2 separate regions of the Callithrix jacchus genome follow, and region 2 is linked to region 1. Evidence: chromatin contacts called from public Hi-C data. All regions are on one chromosome and are shown on one strand. Each heading gives the region's core, a stretch centred on a gene start, on an enhancer-like site or on the middle of the called end of the contact. The rest is flanking DNA. Distances are from core to core; before and after follow the strand shown.

What was found. A called contact is a pair of places that touch in the nucleus more often than the background predicts.
Region 2: a contact with region 1 is called in a Hi-C map of skeletal muscle, with 2.6 times the contacts expected there. The contact joins the promoter of COX5B here to the promoter of ANKRD39 in region 1. A contact is called at or near these places in 2 of 3 Hi-C or Micro-C datasets (both in skeletal muscle).

The regions. Positions count from the first base shown.
Region 1 is chr14:6,795,864-6,800,199 of calJac240_pri, forward strand. ANKRD39 (ankyrin repeat domain 39) reads right to left here and starts at 1,999. Exons shown (of 5, transcript XM_035271609.3): 1 at 1,872-1,999. The coding sequence starts at 1,971. SEMA4C (semaphorin 4C) reads right to left here. Exons shown (of 15, transcript XM_035271616.3): 15 at 3,676-4,336.
Region 2 is chr14:6,950,606-6,954,941 of calJac240_pri, forward strand. COX5B (cytochrome c oxidase subunit 5B) reads left to right here and starts at 1,888. Exons shown (of 4, transcript XM_035271621.3): 1 at 1,888-2,009; 2 at 3,166-3,239; 3 at 3,411-3,510. The coding sequence starts at 1,907.

The DNA.
Region 1 (4,336 bases), core at 749-3,248:
GTGAACTCTCTAAGGGCCAGGCAGACACCTGGAGGCGGAAGTTGCCGTGGGCCAAGATTGTGCCACTGCACTCCAGCCTGGGCAATAGAGGGAGACTCTTTCAAAAAAAAAAAAAAAAAAGCAAGATGATAGATACATCAGAGTAACCAGCACCTAACTTTGGACAAGGCAATGTTTACTTCTCAACAACAGCACAATTGACCTTTTTAGGCTGGATGATTACCATAGGGAGCTGTCCTGTGCACTGTACCATGTATAATGCATCTCATCTCTACCTACTACAGGCCTGTAGCAGCCTCCAGATTGTGACAACCCAAAATGTCTCCAGACACTGCCGAAGTCCCTTAAAAGGCAGAACTGCCCCAGTTGAGAACCAGGATGTTTAGGGAAGGCCTCTGAAGAAATAACATTGGAGCTGGGATCTGAAAAATAACATCAGCTAGTTTAACAGTTGTAAGGAAGCCCATCAGCAAGTCCAATGGCCTTAATTCAGGCAAAGGTCTTGCATATTTGAGACACCAAAACAAGACCAGTGTGGCTGCAGCATAGTGATTGGGAGAAGAAAAGCATGAGAAATAAAATGAGGGAGAGAAGTAGAGCCAGCAGCAGTGGGTCCACAGAGCTTTGTAAGCCGTAACAGGGAATGATCCGAGTTTTCTTTTTCTTTTCTTTCCTTTTTTTGAGACGGAGTTTCGCTCTTGTTGCCCAGGCTGGAGTGCAATGGCACAATCTCAGCTCATTGCAACCTCCGTCTCCTGGGTTCGAGCGATTCTCTTGCCTCAGCCTCCCGAGTAGCTGGGATTACAGGCATGTGCCACCACGCCCGGCTAATTTTTTGTATTTTTAGTAGAGATGGTGGGGGAGGGGGCCAGGGAAAAATCATTTAGTAGAGATGGAGTTTCTCCATGTTGGTCAGGCTGGTCTCAAACCCCTGACCTCAGGTGATCCACCCGCCTCGGCCTCCCAAAATGCTGGGATTACAGGCGTGAGCCACTGCGCCTGGCCACAGAGATTTCTCATTTTCAAAAAGCCATTCTGGCTGCTTTGTGAGAGTAGAAAACCCTGTAGGAGGGCAAGCATGGAAGCCGAAAGACCATCTGAGGCAACCACCTCAGCAGTGCAGAAGGCAGTGGTAGGAGAGGTGGAGGGAAGTAGGCAGGTGCCAGAACCATGGTAAAGAAAGAGTTCTATGCTAATGCTTACACAGCAGTGGCAATCAAGGGCAGCATTGTTGTTACTGCACTGGCTGCGACCGCACGGACAGATGACACAGCATAGTAGCACAGTGGTTCCCAACACCCAGAAGAAGCACCTTGATTTCCCGCCTTCCTCTGTTCCTACTGGCAACATAATCTCCGTGTAATCCGGGGCAAACGTGTTACCTCTCTGGGTCCCACAGATGAGATGCCCTGACTTGAAGGCTGCCCGTGCTAAGCTCCTGCTGTCTCTAAAGCATGCATGCTGCCTGGCACCCGGGGTTAAGCAAGGGCCAGTGTCCTCCTTCACCAAGCAGCCCCCAGGCCTGCAGCTCCATGCCCCTCAGGATGGGCGCAATGCCCCAGGTGCAGATTCTGCTCCCCGGTCCCTCTCTCCAATACCTGAGCAGACTTGTGTCTCCCAAGCAGTGTTGTCCCCCGTCACTCGGAAAGGTTACGGAAACCAGTGCGTCGGCTTCGCCGCCGCCCGCGGGACAGGGCTCATGCAGGAGACACTTGGTATGCTCTCGGGATGCGGGAGCCTGGAGTCCCGCCCGCCGTCTCTCACCAGGCCCCAAGCTCTCAGGGCCTAGTTCAACCACCCCTCCTTAACCTGGCGCCTCCTCCTTAGGCCGGGGCCTGGGAAGAGCCGGCAGGGCCGCGCGGCCGCCTCACCCCTCTCGAAGTCCATCTCCTCCAGCGTCTGCTGTACACCGAGCACTGCGCTGGGATGCGGGCAGCAGGGCCCGTCCGGGCAGGGCCGCGGCGTCGCCATCCCGGCTCCCACCCCAACCAACCACCCCAGGATTTCAGGCCCGCCCCGCGTACCCTATCTGGCAGTTCGGCGTCCTACGCTATCATCGTAGTCCCGCCTCCTTGCCAAAGCTGACCAATCAAACGCCTAGGCCTTAGCTCCCAACCCAATCGCAGTGGTAGGGCGGGACTTATTGCGCCGGACTGTACCCCGAGGCAGCCGCGCGAGGGCGTCCGAGGCTAAGCTGAAGGCAGAGGTGCTGAGTTCCGAGAACCGCGCGCCCTGACGCGCTGGGCCGCCGGGCTTTGCAGGGTGTAGGGATGAGGCCTCTGGGTCGGGTGGGGAGTTTTCCCTTTTCCTTCGCCAGGGCCCAGCCCTCCAGCGGCTTTGCAGGCTCCTCTTGTTACCGCCCCTAGTCCCGCCGGGCTCCCAGGACTGGTGCGCCGGCTCGCTCCGCGGTCTTTTGTTTCGTTTTGAGATGGGGTCTGTCTCTGTCGCCCAGGCTGGAATGCTGTGGCGCGATCTCGGCTCACTGCAGCCTCCACCTCCCGGGTTCAAGCGATTCTCCTGCCCAACTGGGACTTACCGTGCGCCACCATGCCCGGCTAATTTTTTGTATTTTAGTTGAGACGGGGTTTTACCGTGTTAGCCAGAATGGTCTCGATCTTCTGACCTCGTGATCCGCCCGCCTCGGCCTCCCAAAGTGCTGGGATTACAAGCGTGAGCCAAGGCTCCTGGCCTTGCTCCACGGTCTTTACCCCCTCTTCCTGGATCACCTCTGGCCAAGGCCGACCGCCCCTGGGGCAGTGACAAAGTGACTGCTGGAAAGGCCTCGAGACACCCTGTACTCCGCTTTCTTAAAAGTACAGCAAGGAGCAGGTGGCCACAACTTGTCCTGCCTCTAGCTCCACCTACAGGGCACGGACAGGGCCTTGGTTTGTGCAGAACCCCACGGCCCCACAGTGGGCGCTGAGTTTACCGAATCCGTCTTCCTGATCAAATCATCATCTGGGTGGCCGTCTGCGGACGGTGCACCCACACAACCTGCTCCTCAGCCGACCCCAGCCTTCTCAATTCCCGGTTAAAACCTAGGCAGCCACCTGCTGAAGCCACAGTTAAGCTTACAGGGGAGACCTCACTTCCACCGCCTGATAGGCTTAGAAAGGGTGCATAAATGACAGGGAGGGGTTCTGTGCCACTCCCTCTCCAGGACAGTGGTCTGGTACACACTGGGTGTTTAAGTTCCTTTCCCACCTAGCTGGGGCCCTGAAGACCCTAGCATTCCTGGTGGGTAGAAGGCTGGACGTCATTTCTCCTCTCCTAAGTGGGTTGAAAACCGCATCCTCACACAGAAAACTCATCTCCACAACCTTCCTTTCCTTTGGCCCCCTCACTCCCACTAACTGCCGTGAGTTCTGGGAAGGCGCCGCTCCCACTCCACTTCTCCCCTGGACTCCCAGTGCCCTGACTTCTCCCTCTGGCCAGAAGCCAAGGCTAGCTCCCAAGGGGCTGTGGCCATGTCTGGTTCCCAGCCCCACAGCCACCACTGTGGGAATACACTGGAGCTGGGCTGTCCCCTCCCACAGGCAGGCAGGGACCACAAAAGAGGTGGCTGCCCTGGACTGTGGGGGAGGCCCAGTCCAGCTTCCCTTTACCCAAAGAGCCTTCCCTCTTGGCACCAAGAAAGGTTTTAGCCCAAATGTCTTAGCCCCATCACAGTAACCATTTCATTTTCTCCATTTTTATTTGTCAATATAAAAATACTCAAATATTTACAACAAATAAATACGCAGGGACACAATAAGTTACACTGTTAGGAGGTCTTCCTCCTAGGGCTGGAAGAGGGTATGCCAATGTCCACAGCAGGCCCACCCTGTCTTTCTTCTCTCCCTTCACACAGCCTTTCTCAGCCCTGTACGGGAAGAGGCCAAGTATAAAATACCACTGAACCCACCCTTCCCCCCAAACACACAGGAGGCTTCATCCCCCTCCCCCCACCCTGAAAACATTCACAGCCCCCCCCCCACCCTGAAAACATTCACAGCCCTAGGAGCAGGACTAGGCCCACCCTGAGCCCTAAACTCCCCGTGAAGGGGCACAGCACCCTGCCCACCCCACCCCCATATGTACACTGCTGCCCGACACTCGGGACAGTGGGGGTAGGAGAGGCAAAGTGATACGACCCCTTCCCCTTCATAGCTCCAATGACTCACCAGGAGGACCCAGGCCAAGGGAAGACTTGACAGAAACAGGAAGGCTATGCTGCAGCCTGCACGCTCCTGCACACACACATACACACACACGTGCAAATACAGACAAACACACCCACATCTTGAAACTTCTGCCTTAAAAAGTTTTGGCGGCTGGGGTCCTGCGTGTCTGTGAT
Region 2 (4,336 bases), core at 638-3,137, 150 kb after region 1:
GTTAGATAAAGGCCTGCAAAAATTTCCTACTATTAGGCAAACCTACAATGAGAGTGAGAAACAAGCCTAAAGTCAGTTTCCATCTTACAGCCTGGAGTAAAACATTCCTGGTCAGGCAGCTGGGAATCATAACACATCAGAGCTGAATATCTCACTGGTTTGCTGAGGGGCAAGTTAGTAGGTGTTCCTCAGGAAAGGGTTTTGTGGTCAATTAAGATAGGGAAACTTTGGCTTAAACTGCAGGAAAATTAAACAAAAGGTCTTGCTGCAAGCCTAATCAGAGCCTTGATTATGTTCGTGCAGCTCCAAAAGAGTGATCATGAAACGCAGGACTTCCCTGTCTTGACCAAGCCCTTTTTCTTAAGATCATATCTTGAGACTTGGATGACATGGAATACACTTGGGAAATACTAACCTAGTTGAACGAGTTTTACTGATGAAGAAATGGTGGCCCAAAGGAGAAAAAGCGACTGGCTGAACTAGCTGGTGAGGCTACTTTCCAGACCAATGCTTTTTCTCCTGCCAAACACCTAAACACAGTTGCAAATTAACTATAGGTCCTTGGGGAACATTGCTCAGAATTTTTTCCCTCAATTCAATTTGGAGGCGTTGCAGTGGAGGTGAAAGAGAAGGGAGTAACAGTGAAGCCATTCAAAGCAAAAACCACCTTTAAAGGAAATCTTGGCCTTTAAAGGTGGTTTTTGTATCAGAATACAGGTGTTTGTTTTTTTTTTAATTGGTGGAGGGGGCACCCATGAAGACCAGACGTGCTCCTGGGAGGCAATGCTCCACCGTGTCCTTTTGAAAATATCATAGCCTGCATGAGACAAGTGGGAGCATCTGAGCCTTCAACTCTACCCAGTTTGCTTCCAATTGACCTCACTGGGCCAGGAGAAGCCCTATAAACTGGTTTTATATAGTCTATCCAAGTAGTAAATTTACTAAAATTACTGGATCCTACTATATACCAGACCTCTGCAAGGCATTGAAAATTCAGTAATGAGCTAATTCCACTCTAAAGCGATTTTTCTATCTGGTAGGGAAACTCAGATACCGCATGCAGCTAGCCTGTCATAGGGCTACACAGACTAAAGCTCACCCTAAGAAATTTGCACATCTTAGCCTGTGGGGGCAACGGAAAGCTATGGACGGAAGATGTTTTCCGTTTCAAACGGAATTCCAGTCACAGCAGGATCTGACTCCATTTCCCATTATCAACTCCCCTTTTTAACTTCTCCTCCCCTAGTGGCCTCGAAGAGTGGCCACTTTCTCTCTTCACATCAGCAGGCTCTTGGTCCTGGGCGGGGTCCTGCCGCCGTCCTGTCCTCCTCCCTAGGCCGGGACCCCGCAGGGACCCCGGCGCCTAACCCCCCACAGTACAACTCTAACAGGAAACTGGGCCAGTACTGCAGGTAGGTCCCGTCCAATGCAACACGCTCGCGACGGCTCACGCACTGCCAGAGAACCAGCGTTGCCACTAACTAGCCTAGCAAGGAACGCAGAGATCTTTAGGAGCCCACTTTCAAATTCAAATCATTTGGGGTCCAGTCAGTCTCTTGACAGGCGGGGACTTAATGACTTCCATCAGTAGCCTCCAAGTGCAGGCCAGATACAGAGGAACTCCAATGTGGTTTAGCCGCTGAGCTCCAAACACCAAAACAACTTGCTCACCTCTCAGCCTTACTAAAGAGCAAACCCGCCCCCAAGCCTCAGCTACTGTGCGGTGCAGGGAAAGGCACACTTGAGCATGCGCAGTTTCCGCCCCCGCCAAGGTGGCGGGAGTGGGCGGGCCCGAGGGCGGGGAAGGAGCGGAAAGCTGACCGGGAGGAGAAAGAAGCCCGCCCCCGGAAGTCTCTCCTGTCTTTGCATCCTGTTCCCGGAAGTGCTGTTGCTTGTCGCGGACGCGATGGCTTCAAGGTTACTTCGCGGAGCCGGAGCGCTGGCCGCGCAGGCCTTGAGGGCTCGCGGTCCCAATGGTGCGGCCGCGGTGCGCTCCATGGCCTCTGGAGGTACTCGGCTCCCCAGGCTTGCCAGGGACCGGAGTATTGCCCTCCCGTAGTGGTCCCAGGGCGGCAGAGCGGGGCGTGACGTGCAGCTACTAGAGGTCCCAGTGACCGCATACGGTCCGGAGTGTCTCAGGCTCTGCAGGCATCTTCCTATAATTCCAGGCCGCTGCTCCTGCCGCCCCCCCGAACTGACTCCTCTGCGAAAGTATCCTAAACGGAGGTGCCGGGTGACCTTGGGAGGGGTGGGGACTGCGACCGGGTTGGGGAGGGGTCCGGCCGCCCTTCAAACCTGCGCCCGCCTCAAGCCGAGTGGGCTCTAACTTGCTTTTAGACAAATGTCGACAAATTGGTCTCGGTGGTTGGAGAAGGAAAAGCTCCTACGCCGGGCGCTCACGACTGTAATCCCAGCACCTTGGGAGGCCGAGGTGGGCGGATCACCTGAGATCAGGAGTTCGAGACAAGCCTGGCCAACACGGTGAAACCCCGTCTCTATTAAAAATACAAAAATTGGGCTGGGCGTGGTGGCTCACGCCTGTAATCCCGGCACGTTGGGAGGCCGAGGCGGGCGGATCATCATCTGCGGTTGGGAGATCGAGGCCAGCCAGGCCAGGACGATAGGAAACCCCGTTTCTATCAAAATTACGAAAATTAGCCAGGCGTGGTGGAGGGCACCTGTAATCCCAGGTACTGGAGAGGCTGAGGCAGGATAATTGCTTGAACCCGGGAGGCGGAGGTTGCAGTGAGCCGAGATCATAGCACTGCACCCCAGCCTGGGCAACAAGAATGAAACTCCTTAAAAAAAAAAAAAAATTAGCTGGTCGTGGTGGCGTGCTCCTGTAATCCCGGCTACACAGGAGGCGGGAGAATCGCTTAAACCCAGGAGGCAGAGGTTCCAGTGAGCCGACAACTTGCCATTACACTCCAGCCTGGGCAACGAGGAAAAAAAAAAAAAAGCAGCAGCTCCCCCAAGTGCTGCCCCTTGTGTGGATCATGATTTGGTGGTTCTTTGGGGACCATGGATATGAGTAGCTTTTAGGAGCTTGTGAGCCCACTAAAACGTATGCAGAAGTTTCAGTGTGGCATTTTTCTTCTTGATCATTTCTGTTCCTAATTTTTCTATCATTTCAGTCAGCATCATAATTCACATATCTTCCTGTAGGTGGTGTTCCTAGTGATGATGACCAGGCGACTGGGTTGGAGAGGGAGATCATGTTGGCTGCAAGAAAGGGACTGGTGAGAAACTCCTTTCTGTGTCTTCCGTGGAACTTACGTTCTTGTATGTGTTCATAGTAGTCTCCTCTCTGGGAGTATTTGATCCAGGGAACTTGGCTTATAGGAACACGCTGAGCTTCTGGAACGTAGGGCTTATTTGGCATAATGGTTCAATTCTTGTGTTTTTTTCAGGACCCATACAATATACTGCCCCCAAAGGGAGCTTCAGGCACTAAGGAAGACCCTAATTTAGTTCCTTCTGTCACCAACAAGAGAATAGTGGGCTGTATCTGTAAGTACCTCACCTCTATTTCTTTATCCACTTAATATATATCCTATAGTACAGGAGTCTATAAGCTGCTTTAAATCTTTTTTTTTTTTTTGAGACGGAGTTTCGCTGTTGTTACCCAGGCTGGAGTGCAATGGCGCGATCTCGGCTCACCACAACCTCCGCCTCCTGGGTTCAGGCAATTCTCCTGCCTCAGCCTCTGAGTAGCTGGGATTACAGGCACGCACCACCATGCCCAGCTAATTTTTTGTATTTTTAGTAGAGATGGGGTTTCACCATGTTGACCAGGATGGTCTCGATTTCTTGACCTCGTGATCCACCCGCCTCGGCCTCCCAAAGTGCTGGGATTACAGGTGTGAGCCACCGGGCCTGGCCAAGCTGCTTTAAATCTTATAGTGTGTGAATACATGTTTGTAAATGAGTTTCCCTATGGGTCTTGTTCAAGCCTCATTATGCCTGATAGTTCATCCTTCCTGGAAAGAAGCGCAGCACGGTGGAAAGACTGGCTCAGTGGAGGTGTGGCATGAAGGAGTATCCACCCAGCAAATATTTATTGTTATATTGCTTCTATGCCAGGCATCGTTTTAGACAGTAGGGATACATACCAGAATGGACCTCCTTTGTGTTCTACATGGGCAGGGGAATTGTTAGAATTTACAGTGAGCCTTGGCTGGGTGCTGTGGCTCACACCTGTAGTACCAGCACTTTGGGAGGGTGAGGCGAGCAGATCACGAGGTCAGGAGATCCAGACCGTCCTGGATAACATGGTGAAACCCTGTCTCTACCAAAAATACAAAAAATTAGCTGGGCATGGTGGTGCACACCTGTA